Linked DNA regions of Anas platyrhynchos: region 2 is linked to region 1. The links are chromatin contacts, called in public Hi-C maps. All regions are on one chromosome and are shown on one strand. The core of a region is the stretch at or near the end of the contact, and the rest is flanking DNA. Distances in the headings are between cores, read along the strand shown. Region 1 holds the start of TULP4 (TUB like protein 4). Region 2 overlaps TULP4 (TUB like protein 4).

The links. Hi-C and Micro-C count contacts between places; a contact is called where the count stands out from the background.
Region 2: a contact with region 1 is called in a Hi-C map of skeletal muscle, with 4 times the contacts expected there. The contact joins the enhancer-like site here to the promoter of TULP4 in region 1. A contact is called at or near these places in 5 of 8 Hi-C or Micro-C datasets (F1 follicle, liver, skeletal muscle and 1 more).

What each region holds. Positions count from the first base shown.
Region 1 is chr3:57,234,142-57,238,558 of IASCAAS_PekinDuck_T2T, forward strand. It overlaps TULP4 (TUB like protein 4), which reads left to right and starts at 1,783. Exons shown (of 16, transcript XM_072035952.1): 1 at 1,783-2,249; 2 at 2,869-3,105.
Region 2 is chr3:57,351,315-57,355,731 of IASCAAS_PekinDuck_T2T, forward strand. It overlaps TULP4 (TUB like protein 4), which reads left to right. Exons shown (of 16, transcript XM_072035952.1): 6 at 1,818-1,998. Among named protein-coding and RNA genes, the nearest start is that of TMEM181, 58 kb to the right of the region's middle. Within about 2 kb of position 2,202, at least 1 of the 8 cell types and tissues checked has an H3K27ac peak or open chromatin away from gene starts, as enhancers often do.

The DNA.
Region 1 (4,417 bases), core at 533-3,032:
GTCTCATCAGCAAATTTTATTGGCATACTCGTGTTTTTGCTCTAAGGTCAACTAACAACTATTAAACTGAACACTATTATGGTTGATTGTTCAGGGACTCTGTAGCATCTCTTCAGTCTGCTTTCTTTTGAGCACAATCCACTACCATCCTTACTAGTTTCTCTTCCTTGCCATCTGTACTAATCCTCATCTCTTAAACTTAATTAAACTCACCATTTCAAATGCTGAGTTAAGATATATACATGTATGTATCTACCTTGTTTAGTAGAAACAAACATACAAAGGCTGCAGTTCTATTCAAATTAGTGAATATTGCCTCTTTTTCCCGTTTACTAAAGTGTCTTGTGCTTCCCTGCAAAATGTTTTTCAAATCCTTATGTGCCATTTAAACCAGATAAATAATTCTGAATTTGCCCTCATTGTTCCCTTTCCTGAATACAGGTACAATGTCTTATCTTATATATACTAGGGTTGGCACACTTGATTTAAAAACAAACAAACAAACAAACTGTTGCTCCTTGTAATGCATCAGTTCTTTCAGTATCCTGGGATGGTATCTTGCTTTCCCTGTTCCAGTTACATTCAGCTCTTCAAAGAGGGAAAAAAATGCACATGGAAGGATGGAACTGCTTCTACAATGAAAATGCAGCAGGAGGAAACAGGAGCAAATGCCAGTCAACTCTGGTTAATTGGCAGTCAGCGTGGCTACTCTCAGCTACTGAGAAAATCCTTCCTCTTCTGGGGGACCTGCCCAGGCAGGCTGACCTGTTTCCTTCTCTGATCCATTCATTCCCCTCTGATAGAGGGAAAAATGTGAGGTTAGTTACACCAAATGGAAAGTGCCTTTTAGAGTCAGTGTATGAAACAAATAAAAATGAGTTAAGTTTTCATGTGGAAAAATTATGAGTAATTTGTGTTTGAAGCAGTGAGCAAGACTGTCTGTGAAACTCTTCAATGCATTTCTATAAACATTACAGTTTTTGTCTTCTGTTTTTGCTGTGGAAGCTGAGGCCGTTTCTTAACTGCAAGGATACTCCTGGTTTCCAGTCCTTCAAATCAAGGACTTTATTTGAGCTTGCTGTTACTCTGTTTCTGCATGTGCTGTAGTCCCTCCCTGATCTGGAATCGGGACTTGTTGACTGCTACATGCAGAGGAAAAAATATGGGGAATTGCTCCTCTGTTGCAAGGTTTAAACATAACCTCTGGTTCTTGTTCCAGAGACTCATGCACATCTGTGTGAATTTGGTTTTGGAAAATGAAGGTATTATGTTGATGGCATAAGCTCCAGGGATGGTGAGATAGTCAAGCTTCCTTCCTGTGTATTTTCTTTCAGTCCTCAGTGTGTACTAGGGTACAGGATGGGTAGGAACGCTGCAAGGTAGCACTCAGTCATGATCATAGTTTATGGTGGCTGGTGAATAAATACCAAGAAGAGCTTTCTCCTGTGATTTTTGAACCCAGCTGCAGAGGACTTCTGGCACAGCTGAGGGAAGAGCCTAACGGGCAGTGCAGTTAGTGGATGCAGCAGTTCCTGTGCTGCTGGAGAAGAGGATGGGAATACAAAGGTGCTTAAAGCTGCAGTCGTGTTTTGGAAACCTCTTGGTGACACTTTTAGCTTCTGTTACCTAAAATCCTGAGGCTCATGACAGACTCATGACCTAAGGCAGGAGCTGATAAACAACCCAGTGATAGCAATAAGTGTTTTTATCCACTCAAAATTTTTGTCTGAGCTCCAGAACAGCCAATTTAAGCCTGCCGGTCAGGGCGTATCCCCTTGGTCGCTGCTCCTGTGGCAGCTGTGGCGGCGGTCGCCCAGGGCCCGGGCTCTCCTCAAGCTCACGGGCGGGCACTGCCCGTGCTGGCACCCTGGGAAATGGAGTCCCACCTCCCCAACAAGCCTGCCTTCAGCTGCAGGGCCCGACCCGCTGGGCCGCGTGTGGCAGCTGACACCCTCCTGCTAAGCCCTGCTCCCAGCCGCGATCCCGCGCCCGCCATTTTGGGCCTCGGCGCCCCCTCAGCTTGGCGCCCCCCCATGCCCGGGCTGGAGGGGCGGGGCCGGGGGGCTCACGTGACGGCGGGGTCACGTGGCGGGGGAGCCGGGCCCAGCCGCCGCCGCCGCCGCCGCTCCGGGAGCGGCGAGAGCCGGAGCCGGGCGGGCGCGGGGCGGGGACGGGACGGGGACAGGACGGGAGGGGGCCCGGGGCTGCGAGCGGCCGCCGCCGCCACCAGTACGACCACCGCCTCTGAGGTGAGCACGGGGGGCTGCGGGCGGCTCCGCAGCTGCCGTCCTTTTGTTCCGGTGGGCGGCCCCGGGAGGGCAGCCGGTGGCGGGCGGGGGGCTCGGCCGTTAACGGCCCCCTAACGGTAACGACAACGGTAACGGCCGCGCCGGGCTGGGCGGCGGGCCGCCGGTACACCCCCTGCACCCCTGTATCCCCTAATATCGCCGCTAAACCCCATCCCCGGTGCCCCCCGTTGTCCCCCCGGTGCCTGCAGGGGTTTCGGTAAGGATAAAGGGGGAGGCCCCCGGTGCCGCTGTACCCGCTCCCCGAGGCGCCCGTTGCGATCTGCCCGGCCGGGTTAGGTAAGAGCGCCGTGGGGGTGAGGGCTGGGGGGTGAAGCCGCTTCCTAATGGCTGGCTGCGAAAGGCAGCCCCGAAATTGAGGGTTGGCAGCCTAAAACGGCCCTTTAGGGGAAGCAGAGCGGCAGGGACCTGCACGGCATCTGCAAAAACTTGCTCGGGAAAGCGGGGCTTTCCCCACGCTATTGACACCTTCGAAGATGATTATAAGAGCCACTCACCTTTAGCTACTTCTATTTAACCTTAAATACTCAATTTCTGTTTAAAAATCGTATTAACGAAACAGATTCCTCATTACATCAACATTTCTGGTCGTGCTGCTTCGATAATGCCATCACAGGTCCTTCTGTGATAGCAAAACCCCGGTGGTCCCTAGGGACGCCGGCTGACAACCCGATCCTGTCACCCTGACCGGAGAAACACCTCCCTGCCAGCAGCTCCCAGCCTGCTGCCGGCTCTCGCAAGGAGGATTTGCACGAGTGGACCCGTTCGTTCTTCATAGGCGACGTGAATGTCGAGTGAGGTAGAGTTGTTTCAAAAAACTGTGTTTTTCCCCCTGGCCTCCAGTGGGGTTTTGTCAGGAGGCGGCTGTCGGTGTTTGTGGGGCTGAGGGGAGGTAGCGGGTGTGCGTGTGGATAGACGTTTTAAGAATTGAAAACATCTTGGAAAACCGACAGCTTGAACTGTTGACTGACTCAAACTGAATGACTTTCATGGAAAGAGGATTTTTTTTTTTTTTTTTGGTACAATGCATTGCTGCCTCCAGTAACAGCCTGTGGAATTTGTTCTCACCTAGTCAACAGATGTTTAAAACCCTTCAAATATTTATCTATTCTAAAAAAGCCCACTCATTTTGTGAACTGAGTTCAGGATGGCTTGTTTATTCAATGTATTTTCTTCAGTAAGATGATGAACAGATTTACGTGGTTCTCTTGTAGGTTTCCAGCAAGAAAATTGTTGCAATGTAACTTCCCTTACCTCCTGAATGATATTTTCATCACAGAAATGATTGGTTCTGCTGAACTTCCAAACAAAAGTAATTTTGTTTATAACTAGCCTCTAGGAAAAAGCAGTACTTGTTTTATGTAATTATTAAGCATACTTAAAATACACAGCTTTTAAAAGTTCTTTTCATTAGTAGGTCTCAAAACACCTCACGAAAGAATTCAGTGTAATTATTCTTTTCTTATCTGGGGGTAATTATTCTTGTCTTATCTAGTGCTCATAAAGAGATCATTGTCTGCCTATGATTGCTCTAAGAAACCCTATAAAAAGGTCGAACAATAAAATAAGATTTCTTTATCACAAAAAATGATAAACTCACATTTGTGTTGTATTATTTTCTTCTTAATGACACCGGAGGTCATTTCATACTGTACCTTCCATACCAAGGTTGGGAGCTAAGCCTGTGCTTTAAGTAGAGCAGACATCTCTGCTTAATCTCAGAAGAGACCCTGCAGAAGACTTAACCAAATTCATTGGTGAGTTAGAGAATGATTTGGGGTAGGTTTCGGTTCAGATGCTCAAAGTAATTGTGGTGCATGCCTTCCATTTCCACAGAGCGTGGCTGCAAAGAGGGTTTGTACAGATGTCTTTTGATACCTATTAGAAAGAGGCAGGTGTGGGGATTTTGTGTAGCCAGAATCTTCCTATTTTTGTGGTTTCCTTCCTCTTCAGCGTGCAGAGCTGGTCAGGCACAGTGATTTGGAATCTCACATTTATTTATTTTTTGGGACTGGATTTCTTCTGCTTAAGTGCCCTATTTTTTTGTAATGCATCTGGTAGCCGAACAAACCTCTGGTACTAGAGGTCCAAGGTACGCACTCTAAAATTGT
Region 2 (4,417 bases), core at 952-3,451, 120 kb after region 1:
TGATCACCACCTGTAGAAAAATACGTAGTATTTCTTATTCTTGTCCGAGACCTTTGAAGCCAGACTTCCTTTCTGAAATTTCCAAAAGAGCAACAATGACAATTGCTTTCTATGTAAGTATAGATAGGGGAAAATTATCCTGTATTTCTCATAGCGTTACGAGGTAAAGGTTACCCAGTGAAATTACCAGTTAGCAGGCTTTAAACAAAGAAGAGGTTGTATTTTTTATCTGAAGCTACATGAGTATGCAGGGAAGGTGCTTGCTCGGTACATCCTGCTCTTTTATTCTCTCCAAATACTTGATCACTGTTAGAGATAGGATATAAGGCTAGATAAATTTTTGATCTGGGTATGCAATTGTTAGAATCTTAAATCCACACATCCCTTCACAGAGAAATGATAAAACCTGTGCGTCAGACATTTTCTTTCCAATGCATAGACAATTTGCCCTTCAGTTTGTACACTTTAACATGGCAACAGAGAAATCAAGTTATGTGAAAGGGTGACTGTAAAACCAAAATACATAGTAGACTGAAGGGCAGGTATAAGATTTGACCTTCCTTTTAGCTTCCTTTTAAATGCTGGCTAGTTTTCAAATTGATGAGTGCCTTTAATTTTCATTTAAAACTTACTTGCCTTGAATTCTGTGGTAGCAGCAACAGCCTTGGCTAATGCATTTATCATTTGGTGGATTTATTAATCCTAATTTCCTGACGTTTCTCTAAAATTCATCAAATATACAGGATCTTAACTTGTTCAAAACCTCAAGACAGAAAACGTTCATAAAAGATAAATTGTAGGTTCCCGTCAGTCTGACTTCAATCAGCACACATTGCCTACAGAGCAGTTTAAGGGCATGAAAAAAAACACCTTGCCTTGCATTTTGTATTTGAAATGGTGGGTGGAAGCTCTTCTTCACTCTTCCTGAACATGTAACATATTGCCTTCCTCCTAGGCTGTAATAATCTACTTCCAGTTGAGTGATCATACTGTTTTTGCCTCTGTTTTTGGAAGACATTTCTCCCACCTTCTCTCTGCTCATCAATCGAATAACCTGTCCTCCTCTATTCAGCTTTCTGTTTCTCACGAGCTGTTTGAAATCTCTGCTAGGATTTTTTGTCGGATGTGTCTTTTGATTTTGTTAGAACCGAAGCATACCATAATTTCTGCCACTGATTTTAGAAATTTCTGTATAATCCAAGAATACTTTAGAGTCTGTGATAGCCCTTCTACCAGCTTGCTTTACTGGTAGCAATGGCCAAGTTCAAATAAAGTGTAATGGCTCATATTAAAGTAAACAAAATCAATCCCACTGTGAGACATTACTTGCTCACAGATTTTAGGAGTTTACCTCTTAGGCCCTGTCACTTTTTGTTCCTCTGTCAACTTCTCCTGCAAGAAACATCAAATAGGCCTGCATGTTTTCTTTTGAGATACGTAATAAAATAAACAATTATGGCAGTTTGTAGATTCTCATCGCTCACTACCCTTTGCACAGGTACTAACTGGACACAAATTTTCTCCCATGTCAGCTGTCTCTGAGTCAGCGGAAGCTGCTTTTAATGCCTACACACAAGAGATGCGAAGTCCAACGACTTCTGGCTTTTCCCAATCCAAGCAAATTAGATTTTGCTGCTTAGTCTTCATTCGTGTACATCTTTGATGGGTTGCAGTGTCCTATTATGGCACCAGTTCAAACCCCTGACTGCTGTGGTTTTAATTTATTTCCAGAATAGCAGGTTAATTTTAAGATGCATTCAAAGGAGGGTCCGGTCACTGACCTTTGACGGGGCTGGGGGCTGTTGTGTTATTTTCAGGTTCTGTTTGGCACCGCTGATGGTCAGGTTATCGTCATGGACTGCCATGGCCGAATGCTGGCCCACGTGCTCCTTCACGAGTCAGATGGCATCCTTAGCATGTCCTGGAACTACCCCAGCTTCCTGGTGGAGGACAGCAGCGAGAGCGACACAGACTCCGACGACTATTCCCCACCGCAAGGTAGGATTATTTGCACATATTTCTGCTTTGGCTTTGCTGGTGGTCATAAAGACATCTTGAATACCAGGGAGAGGTTATGTTGTACTGTAACAGCAGGATGGCCATGGTTTTAAGCTGGTAGAAGAGGAAAGACAGTGCATTCCTGTTGAGGTACAGTCAGGGATGGAGCAGAATAGTGGTATGAGAGAGTGGGTTCATCCCCAGCTCTGCCAGTAACCCTGCTGTATGACTTGCTGTGAGTCATACCTCATCTGTGCTGCTTTGCCTCCAATTGTGCAAATGAGGTAACAGCACAGAACTCTAAGTTTTTATTGAGGGCAAGTGAAAAACACTAGATAAGGGCACATCAGGTGTCACTGATAAGCAGACATGATATATTTCAGTGGTTCATATGTATGGAGGTAGTCAGAGGACAGTCACAAAACTGAATGCATTATTATATCAATTTGTGTGCAAAGACACCCATATTAGACACAGCAGAAGGTGCTACATCTTTAAAGGAATCATGTGAAGCAGAGTTTATACTCATAATTATAGTCCCATTCTTGATAGTCATGACATAAAGCACTCAATAAATCTCAGAGAAGAATGGAAATAAAAGTATTTCCTTCAACTACATGTGGTAGAAAGAGGATAACTTGAGCTATCTGCAGTTACTAATTCCCATACCTCAGAGCACATTGCCAGTTTGGCAGTCAGGAAGAAATCCTTCATGACCCCTAAGTATAAAACTCATTGTGTGACATGTTTTGATTTTAAACTATTTGGAAATCATAAATAGCAAAGACCTAGCAGGCCACTGGGTGTACATGGTTTGTGGGGTGGGATATGTCATTACTCCTTTCATCCCAGTCCTTCTCAGTCCAAGTAATAGTAATAATGCTTTTTGTAAATGCTGTTGATTATTCTATAAGATGTAAGTAAGCTGTGTCTGTGTTCCAGTATATGATGTCTGAACTAAATTAAGGGCTATTATATCAGTGATTGTACTGAATCATGGAAAATTTGAGTACGTAATGGCTATGAATGATTCTGAATGTGCATCTCACATCTGAACCACTGAATTGAGAACTCTTGCAGTTTTAGGTCTAATTTGGGTTCAGTCCAAAAATGTATCTTTTCCAGAATCACCTGTATGTATGTCAATATAATAAACATATGTATTTAATAAATACTGATAGAGTCTGATCATCTGAAGAAAATGTAGCATCTTTTGGCCTGAGGTTTGTTTTGGCTTTCATGTCTCACTTCTGGTGAGATTTGTTACCTTAGAAGAAAAGAAACAAACTTCCAGGTTTCCTAGCAAGCTTCTAATGCAAGACAAGGAACAACATTAAATCGTCTTTTTATTGTTTTTTTAAAATCCAGTTGGGGGATGGTGAAGTTGCAGAGTACACAGATGAGAACTTAAATGATCCAAATGTGCTAGCTTTTTCTGAGTCAGTCAGGGGGTGGGTGTACTTGTTAGAAGCCTACAAGTCTACTTTTAATGATTACCCAAACATGATGTGTTTTCTTTAGAGCAGATGCAGCATAAACCTCTCAAAGGTGACAAGCCTTTGACTCACACAGAAGTGTAGGAAGGACTGCAAGTTTGATGTTTTTTTCTTACCAAACTATATACACACACGGAGCTGCTAATTACTAGATACCATTCTCTGAAGTGCTTTTTGATCATCTCTTTTGCAAGTTCAGGAAGCAATATTACTTTTAAGTGTCTGTGCTATTTTTGATGACTGAAAAGGTGCTGGTCAGGCCTTGTGAGCACTTTATCAGGGGCCAGCAACATCTCCCGTCAAAGTTTGTCAAAAAAAATGAGTTAAATAGTGAATGCTGCAGATGGTGATACTGGTCATTAAGTATTTGAACAAATGAATTTTGGTGAATGCTGAAAAGTAAGCTCAGAGGAGCAGAGACGTTCTAGAAATAGTTTGGAAAGTGAAGTTTTCCATTTGAGCTCATCTCCACCTTTGAGCACATTGGATCCTGTTGTGAAGGATGGCATGCAATTTTTTATGCTGCTGCCTAGCTCTTAACATTTAAAATACAGTAATTTGTGAAAGGTCAGTATGTTCTCTTAGAAGCTCTTACATAGTCTCTAGTGACTCCAGGAGTCCCCAGCACTTGTCCAAGCAGAAAATTTGTGTAACAAGTAGCTTTTAGAGTGATTATACTGTTTATTATGCTGTCTTTCAACTTTGGGTCCAAGGAAACCTTCCAAAGCACCAGCTTTCAATTTGGTAAGCTCACAATGAAAAAATATAGAAAACCACCTTTATGCAGTGTAACAGAAGATCCATAAATCCCTTTGGATTTACTGTAGTGAAAATGCAAAAAGAAAAAAATGTTGGGGTTTCACAAAAACAGACAAACTGACTAGCTGCACCTGCTTTGCTGTTGCTTACAGACATTACAGAAA